3 separate regions of the Zea mays genome follow, and all the other regions are linked to region 1. The links are chromatin contacts, called in public Hi-C maps. All regions are on one chromosome and are shown on one strand. The core of a region is the stretch at or near the end of the contact, and the rest is flanking DNA. Distances in the headings are between cores, read along the strand shown. Region 1 has its middle 21 kb from the start of LOC100273628. Region 2 has its middle 120 kb from the start of LOC103653645. Region 3 holds the start of LOC100283532.

What was found. Hi-C and Micro-C count contacts between places; a contact is called where the count stands out from the background.
Region 2: a Hi-C map of bundle sheath shows a contact between it and region 1, with 4 times the contacts expected there. The contact joins two enhancer-like sites. A contact is called at or near these places in 2 of 25 Hi-C or Micro-C datasets (bundle sheath and endosperm).
Region 3: a Hi-C map of leaf shows a contact between it and region 1, with 4 times the contacts expected there. The contact joins the promoter of LOC100283532 here to the enhancer-like site in region 1. A contact is called at or near these places in 3 of 25 Hi-C or Micro-C datasets (bundle sheath, ear and leaf).

What each region holds. Positions count from the first base shown.
Region 1 is chr4:125,266,274-125,269,249 of Zm-B73-REFERENCE-NAM-5.0, reverse strand. No RefSeq gene overlaps it. Among protein-coding and RNA genes, the nearest start is that of LOC100273628, 21 kb to the right of the region's middle. Within about 2 kb of position 1,404, at least 17 of the 20 cell types and tissues checked have an H3K27ac peak or open chromatin away from gene starts, as enhancers often do. A contact at or near this core is called in bundle sheath, ear and leaf, where this site is marked.
Region 2 is chr4:125,063,942-125,066,917 of Zm-B73-REFERENCE-NAM-5.0, reverse strand. No RefSeq gene overlaps it. Among protein-coding and RNA genes, the nearest start is that of LOC103653645, 120 kb to the right of the region's middle. Within about 2 kb of position 1,572, at least 18 of the 20 cell types and tissues checked have an H3K27ac peak or open chromatin away from gene starts, as enhancers often do. A contact at or near this core is called in bundle sheath, where this site is marked.
Region 3 is chr4:125,438,071-125,441,046 of Zm-B73-REFERENCE-NAM-5.0, reverse strand. It overlaps LOC100283532, which reads right to left and starts at 1,428. Exons shown (of 5, transcript NM_001156432.2): 1 at 1,159-1,428; 2 at 1,030-1,062. The coding sequence starts at 1,273.

The sequences.
Region 1 (2,976 bases), core at 155-2,654:
ATGCAGGGATCCCTCGCCTGATCGCCATCGCAGCAAAATCAACCCAAGGACCTCCCTACACTGACCACTCCCCTACTGCCCTTGCCCCTTTCGGGTAAAGTAGTCATCCACTAGCTTTCCTAGTTAATCAGCCAAGGGCATCCCATACTACCCTTGTGGTAGCACTATTTTTTCGGGTGGTTGCTCCATGTTCCCATTAACATAATGATCTTATCATGAATATAAATAATATAACAGAATAATAGGAACATGGATATAATGAAATATTAACCTGAAACCACATAATGCAATAGCATAACTACCCAAGTGAATCAGGGGTAAACAAGGTAAACAGGATAAACAGACTAGGGTGACCTATTGGGTCCCATCAAAATTAAACCTATACATTGAATAGTGATAATAAAGAACATTATTGGGTAAGTGAAAGTGATCAAGGGCACAACTTGCTTGACACTTGAGATTTCAGTTACCAGGGTGATTCTTCGGATCCTTGTGACCTCGCGCTAGTCGTAGCAATACAAACAAACATGGTATAGATAAAATTAACATCACACCAAACATAAGAACAAACTGAATAATAATGATCTACGCGAAGCTACGAGATCGTCGGATCGAGAACCACTAAAATCGGAGTTACGGTTAAGGAGTTATGATTTATAAAGGATCTATGTGATTTAAATATTAAACTATATTATAAATTGGTTAGTATAATTCATATGAGAGGTTATTCTATTAATAATTATCTCAACTTTAATCTAAGTTATAAATTGACCATAAATCATCTTCTAGTAGATTATAATGATAAGTAGATTAACAAAACTAACCCACATAAATTAAATAAAGATCTAATTAGAAAAGAATGATACATGGTATAATAAATATTGTTATTGTGTAGTAAATACTTATACAAAACTAACGCAACTGGAACGAGTCAAATCGGAATTAAAACGAGGATGTTATAAATTTCCAAAGTTTTTATGTATTTGATATGCGATTAATTAGGAGACCAATTTTATTATTGATTTCATGTCAAAACATTGACACTAGATGATAAACAATAATATTATAAAATTATAGGAACTAGAATGGGTTCATTTGGACTTAATATGAATTTCCTATGAATTAAATGAGTTTCTGCAATTATTTTTAAACCCAAAATCAATTTCCAAATTCATTTTCCCTCTTTTCTTTATTTCCTGGACTGCGCACAAGATTTAATCAAAAGCCAGGGGGCTCGGGATAAGAATCCCCACACACCAAGCACAGTAAAAATTGATGGCGGGTTATTTTTGTGATAACTGCAGGGTCTCTTACGCAAAGTTACAAGGCCGAAGGGGTATCGTCAGATCAGGACCGTCCGATCAAGAACGGTCGGATCAGATTAGATCTAGGTTTTTAACTGCATGGGAACGCGTCTCTGGCCACAGGATCGAGGATCCACGGCCGGATTTCTCCCGTAACCCTGATTCCCATCCGACCGCCCGATTGCGAACAGACCGCCACGATTTAATGGATCACGATCGCCCAGGGACCACACGATCGAAGATCAACGCTTCGAAGTCCGCCGGGTGAAGGGGTACACTCGATCATATCCTGACCACCCGCTCACAATCCGACGTCGCGCCTATGTTCTTCCACCACACGATGACCAGAGGAGGCGGAGCAGAGGCCCGCGGCGGCCCTCCACCGGCGCACGGCGAATCCGGTGAACCGGCACCCGAATCCTATGGACTTTGGGCGCTATACACTAGATAGAACAAGGCGATCGCCATGGAAGGTAGCTCGTCGATGATGGCGCCCAGCAGAGTCCCGCCGTCGAGGAAGAATGGCCCTGGCGGAAATCCCCAGCTCCGGTGAGCAATTCCGGCACCTTGGCAGCAATACGGCGTCCAATCCGGGCACGTACGCACGCGGTATACACTAGGGATTACCCTCGGCCGAATAAGGAGGGGCTTGACAATGTGGATTTCATAGTTCACTGGCGATGGCGGCGACGGGTCTTTTTTGTACAGGCGCACGGCGGCTGTTCCTATTGGGCACTGGTCGTGGCGGCATAGAGGTGAAGAAGAGCTCGAGCTGGAGGCTCCCGAGCTCGATAACGAAAGTGGGCTAGCAATTTGAGCCGCGGAGGCGCGAAGGGGAGAAGATGAGTAGCGCGCGAACGAGGTGTGTTGTGGCGGCGACAACGTTGGTTGGAGAGAAACCGAGGCTTGAGGAGGATATAGCTATATACCGGGGAAGTGCTCAGCCAACGGCCGGGCCACGAGCTCCGGTAATCCTGCCCCGCACCGCGCCATTCACAGCGAGGTAGTTGACTGCGTTGCGCCTAAGGTCACGCGCGATGTCCGCTCGATTTGTTGGCGAAGAAGAAGGAGACGTCTGACGACCCGGGCCCACAAGTCGGTGTGAGGCGCGATTCAGCGCGGAGTTGCGCTGGCGGGGCCACACGCAGAGACAGTCGGTCAGCGTGCACGCACAGAACAGCCGACCCACGGGCCCACATGGCGGTGTTTAGACAGGCGGGCGCGGTGCGCCGTGCGCGCAATGGGCCAACAAGGCAAGAAAGGAGAGATGGGCCAGAATCCAGTTCTGCGGCCCAAAATAGAGGTTTACCCTTTTTCTTTTTTCTCTTCTCTTGTTTTCTTTTATTCCCAATTCATTTGAATTTAAATTTTGAATTCAACTTTAGTGTAAGTTCAAGTTCATGTTAACTATGAAATTAAGTCACACCAACATGTGGTGAAGTTATTTAATTATAATATTATTTTATATTGAATAATATTTCTCTCCTTCCTTCTCTATTTTCAATTGCTTTCACATTTTGTATTTCTATTTTGAATTATATGTAAACAGAGTTCAAACTTATATCAAATGTACAATCTCAAATATTGGTATAAACTATTTTATATTTACTTATACACATTTTGGGCCTTACCCCTTAACAGAAATCTCGTCCTTCAGATTTGTAAGAAAAAG
Region 2 (2,976 bases), core at 323-2,822, 200 kb after region 1:
GGTAAAGAGACAAACAGTCTAGGGTGACCTATCGGTCCCATCAAAATTAAACCTATGCATGAATAAGTGATATTAAAGAACATTATTGGGTAAAAAGTGGTCAAGGGCACAACTTGCCTTCAATGAGCTCCTGCTCAGCAACTTCTATCTGCTGGGCACCAGGATCCTCTGTCACAGGCTCTTCTACTCGCCACAATACAAACAAACACAGTATAAAGGAGAAATTAACATCACACCAAACATGTAAACAAAATACACATTAATAATCTACATATTAAAATAAGATCCTAGGAACTGTAATCATTAAATTTGGAGTTATAGATTTTAAGATATGAATTTCCAAAGGTTTTATGTGCTTGAAATATGATTAAGTGAGAAATTAATTTTACTATTGTTTTCATGTCAAAACAGAGACTCTAGGTGATAAACAATAATATTACAGAGTTTTAGAAACTGGAATGGATCAATTTGGAGTTCATATGAATTTTCTATGATTTATACAAGTTCTAGCAATTATTTATACATTGAAAATCAATTTCTGTATTTATTTACCTATTTTATATGCTCTCTGTACTGAGCGTCAATTAACCAGAAGCACAGGGGCCAGCGTGTAAACTTCCCTAGACCCGGCGCATAGTTACTAGGGATGGCGGGTTTATTTCAGTAAATTGCAGGGATTCTTATGCAAGTGTGCACGGCCGAAGGGGTATCGATCCGTTCTGATCGTTGGATTAGATCCGAACTGGTACGCAATACCGCGCATTGGATTAGATTTTGACGATGCATATTTTATTAACCTATATTCGATCTATGACGTTGTCACGCCGATCAACGGACACTGTTCCATACGGCGAAACGTTCCCTAGCATCAATCCTAGCCACTCATCCATCGATCGAGGGCTCTGAACAGATTACACCTAGGTTTAATCCCCTCCGTGCGATTCCAATCGAACGATGCAAGACCATCGTCCCCATCCCCCAACCGGCACTGGCAGCACCGCCACAGTAGCGGCGGACTCCTCGCCGGAGTTCGCCAGATCGGCGCTAGCGCACGAATTAACCTAATTCGATAGTTTCTACACGCCCCGCGCACCACAAGGGACTCAACCGAAACGAATGCGTACCAGTGTATGGCGGCGCAGACTCGGTCCACGGGATGGCGGCACCACGGCAGAGGAGGAAATCACGGCGAGCGATTCATCATCACCATGAACTCCTCACCCACGGCAATTGCCACAAACAATTTCCAGACATGTCAGCGAACCACCCGCGCCGGTTCTTGCTGCTAATGAGGTACTACCGGCGTGGATTCTCCTGCGGCGGCGGTGGAAAGATGGGACGACGGTGCTCGACTGTGGCTGCGTGGGTTCTAGGTCACGGAGACCAAGCCGACCGAGCGAGGCACTGATTTATACTGGGTCAACGACCCACCTCCACTTCTCCTGCGAGCCGAGCACCACGGGAAAAACCGTTAGTCAACCACCGCGCCGAGAAGCATGAGGAAGAAGATAGCTGCGCTTGCAGGATGGGTCCCGCGAAGCAGTGGGATGACATGTGGACCCCACGAACCAGTGAAACGGGTACGCTAGATTAAGCAGAGGCTGACCGGAGTGGCCCACGACGCAGCGATTGGAAATGTCTAGCGCGCGGGGGGGGGGGGGGGGGGGGGGGGGGGGGGGGGGGGGGGGGGGCTGACGCCCTGGGACCACCCGTCAGCGCCGTTACTCCATCTTGGGTCGTGCGCGGGGAGGAGTCATTGGGCCGAATGTGGTCTAGCCAGCCCAGCAGAGTGCTTTTCCTTTTTCTATTGTATTTTGAATTCATAATTTAAATCCCTATTCAACTTCAAACTCCTTGATAGATTTATTTACTCATTATTTGCCCATCTTAAACATGGTATGAGATAAGTTTATTTATTTATATTTGTTTTTAATATTTATTTATCTATTTTGTATGGTATTCTTCTTCTCTTTTCTCAAATTCTTGAATTCCCTATAGATCTTAAATTCCCATTTGAGCATTAATATATTTCTTTTCACATTATTTTATGTTGTCACAAAATGCACACAAAATAAAATCCCAGCAAGATGCATGTATTATTTTTGGGTGTCTTTTGTTATTTATTTATTTGTTTAAATGAGGTGTTCACATGGGATGGTGAATGGATACAACACACACATATAGATAAAGGAAAATAACTTTTCTCATTTTATATCATCTCTTACAAATTGGGTATTACATATTGTTACCAATGGTGGAATTAAAGTAGATCCGAGAAAGATAAGTGAAATACTAAATTGGAAGCAACCAAAGGATGCGTCCAAGATCAGAAGTTTTCTTGGATTGGCAAGATACTACATAAGATTTATCAAAGGTTTTTCCAAGTTAGTGAAACCTCTTACCTCACTACTGGATAAAGGTAAAGAGTTTAAGTGGGATGAACCATGCCAGAAATGTTTTGAGGAACTCAAGAAAAGGTTAACCACATCACCAATATTGGTAATGCCAGACACACAAAGGATTTGATGTGTATTGCGATGCATCACACCTTGGACTTGGATGTGTGCTAATGCAAGAAGGAAAAGTAATAGCTTGTGCCTCAAGGCAGTTGAGAAAGCATGAGAAGAATTATCCTACACATGATTTGGAACTAGCTGCCGTAGTGCATGCTTTGAAGGTTTGGAGACACTGTATGATTGGAAATAAGTGCAAAATCTTCACGAATCACAAAAGCTTGAAATACATATTCACTCAAAAAGAACTCAACCTAAGATAGAGAAGATGGCTTGAGTTAATAAAAGATTATGATTTGGATATCCAATACCATCCAAGAAAAGCAAATGTAGTGGATGATGCTTTGAGCCGTAAAGGCCAAGTGAACAACATCACTACTCATTTGATGTCACAGGAATTGTGTTGGGAAATGGAACAACTCAACCTTAGTATGCTCAATAATATGGAAGCAACAGTTATGGA
Region 3 (2,976 bases), core at 179-2,678, 170 kb before region 1:
TAAAACAGATGCTGCAATGATGACTAGAAGCCACTTTACTCATAACTGTTTTCCATGAATGTATGTCAGGATTACTTGTGGACATTGAGCAATATTAGGCCAGTCACCATTAATGTCTGCATCTGACTTTTATCTTGTCTCCACTTCACAATTCTTCATACAATTTGTAATTCCTTCTACTAACATATATTACTTCTCATTCTTTTTTCATTCACAGGAGGGCAACCTGGAAAAACCAGGTTACATGATATATCATGTCAAAAGCACTACATCAATTTTGCTAGCTTTTATAGTTTTAACCAGATTTCAATCCTCACAGCAGCAGTAACAGATTGTAGCTCAAAACGGCATCTATCTGAGGGTTTAAATGAATAGGCCCATGGTAACCAATGACAATGAGTACAATTCAACTCTACTGAGGCTGCAACTTTCAGCAAATACCGACATACACCAACATGAGCCAAATGATCGTGTGTCCCATCAAGTGATACTGCACTGTGATTGGTCAATCCCCTTCATTATGCAAGGTACATGGTTTGTTACGTACAACCCAAGCATTATGCATGTAAACGGAAATGCAAATTGGTCAATCCCCTTTATTATGTAATGTACATGGTTTTTTTTACGTACAATCAAAGCATTATGCATGTAAACTGAAATTCAAATGACCGCAGCTGGAGCATATTATAGGACTTTAAATTACATAACCATGCCATTTACCAAGCACTTCCTTTAATTGACGTACTCATCTACGCAAGTTTCTTTAGCTTACGGCCTTGAATTGATGATCTTAACAGATTGGAGGGTGAGATCAATTACAGAATAAACTTACATATCTGACAAAAGTAAAGGGCTAACAATACCACTATTCGTCCTTAAATAATCCGACGAATCTCTAAACGGCAACCGGATCGAGCTCCATAAACAAACGCCGGATCGGCATATAGTGAAAGGCGAAGCTTAGCTCGAAGATAAGAGCAGTACAGACGGACGGGAAAAAAAAGAGGGGAGCAAAGTCGGGCGCGTCACCTGGATCGCACTGCTGATAGAACTTCTCCACATCTGCGCGCACCACGGAAGCAGCTGTAGCATCAGAGAAGCATCCACAAACCAAGAGGACAAACAGGAGGAGGCAGGAAATGCGTGAGACAAGCTGACCCGTGGTGAGTGCCTTGACGATGCCGGCGCGGCGCGCGCGGAAATCGCGGAAGACGTCCTCGGGGGAGCGCGCGTGGTGGTGCACCGCCGCAGCGCCTTCTCTGTCGCCGTCCATCGCTGGCCACCGTGTCCCTTGGCTAGGGTTTGGGGAACCGATGGTAGCAGTGGTGGTGGTGGACTGGTAGTGGAGGGAGCAGAAGAGGATTAGAGAAGACGAGAAGCGCAATACCGCGAGACCGTAGGCCTGCGAGGATTTCAGAGGGGCAATTTGGGAAAAGCGGAAACCACGAGGTGCTCGTCGTCCAAAACATGTTCCAGTTCGCTTTCAAGCAAGGGGCACTGTGGGAGCAAAACTGCAAAAGGATAGTGGGCCCGTGAACTGGGCTCGGCTTTCCGCGCACTACAGAAGCTAGGCCAAGATTAGTCATGGACCCACCTTGCTGATCAAGATTGGCTTGACGGACGTGACGTGATTGGGCCGGTTTTTTTCACCAAATCATGGGCCGCATCTACTGAAAACGAGCCCATTTGAGTTGTTTTCCATGTTCCACTTCCCTTGCCGGATCCGGCTCCTCTTCTTCCGTCGCACTCGGTTTCGTGTTCCACACTTCGCTTTCCGGTTCAGCGAGACTGCTGGGCAATCGTCGGTTCGTCACTTCAATCAAGTGGCGGAGGCGACGGAGCCTGTACTCCTATTAGCAGAGCTCGTGCTCCCACCGTGCCCACATCGCTCTCAAACTCAAAGGTCCATGCTGCTCGCCCACCGTACTCGGACCATCGTCTATTACACGGATTGGGGGCATTCGGTTGGGTTGATTCGATGTGTGCAGTGTGCGCTCTTTTCTTTATGCAGGTGTGGAGGAAATATTTTTGGAGTTTTAAAATTAAAACCATGGTACGAAAAATACTATAATATTTCCTTTGTCCCAAAATAAAATTCGTTTTATGTTAAATATGTATTTATTAGTTAATCTGTGAATGTAATTTGCACGTATATCTGTATTTATTATTATTAAAATGAATGTGGACCAAAAAAACCTAGAAAGAAACATATTTTGAAACGAAGGTAGCATATTTATTGATAAGAGGTGTTTGGCTATCTCGTAAAAAACTCTAGTTATAATGTTATGGTTTTATAGATACCATGATATTTTTGGAGTATTTAAAACTCCACTCCAACCTAAATATTTTATATATGGCTAGCCTTGCATATGTATACTAAATATTATGGTTTGAAATATTTTGTCTCCAAACACGTATTGTTAAGAGTGATGTTAAAAATACTACAGTTGTGTCATGACATCTTAAAACCGTTAGTATTCCAAAACTATTTAAAAATATTAGTACAATTGAAAGTCGCCTAGAGGGGGGTGAATAGGCGAAACCTGAAATTTATAAATTTTTAACACACTAAAGGCCGAGGTTAGCGTTAGAATTATATTCAAATCCGAAAGATTGTTTTTCTTGCTAAGAGTTGCTCAAAGGATGCAGATGACGTATGGGAGCGAACTCAAATCAATACTAGCAAGGAAACGTTAGAGAGAGGAGAAAGGGCAAACAAATCAAACGAGAATCAAAGCGAGTAGACACGGTGATTTGTTTTACCGAGGTTCGGTTCCAAAAAACCTAGTCCCCGTTGAGGAGTCCACAAAGGCCGAGTCTATTTCAACCATTTCCCTCTCTCTCAAACGGTCACTTAGATCGAATGAGACTTTTCCTTAATCACACGGGTCACTAAGACCCCGCAAGGACCACCACACACTTGGTGTCACTTGCTTCGCTTACAAAGCACTTGAGAATAAGAATGAAAAAAGAAAA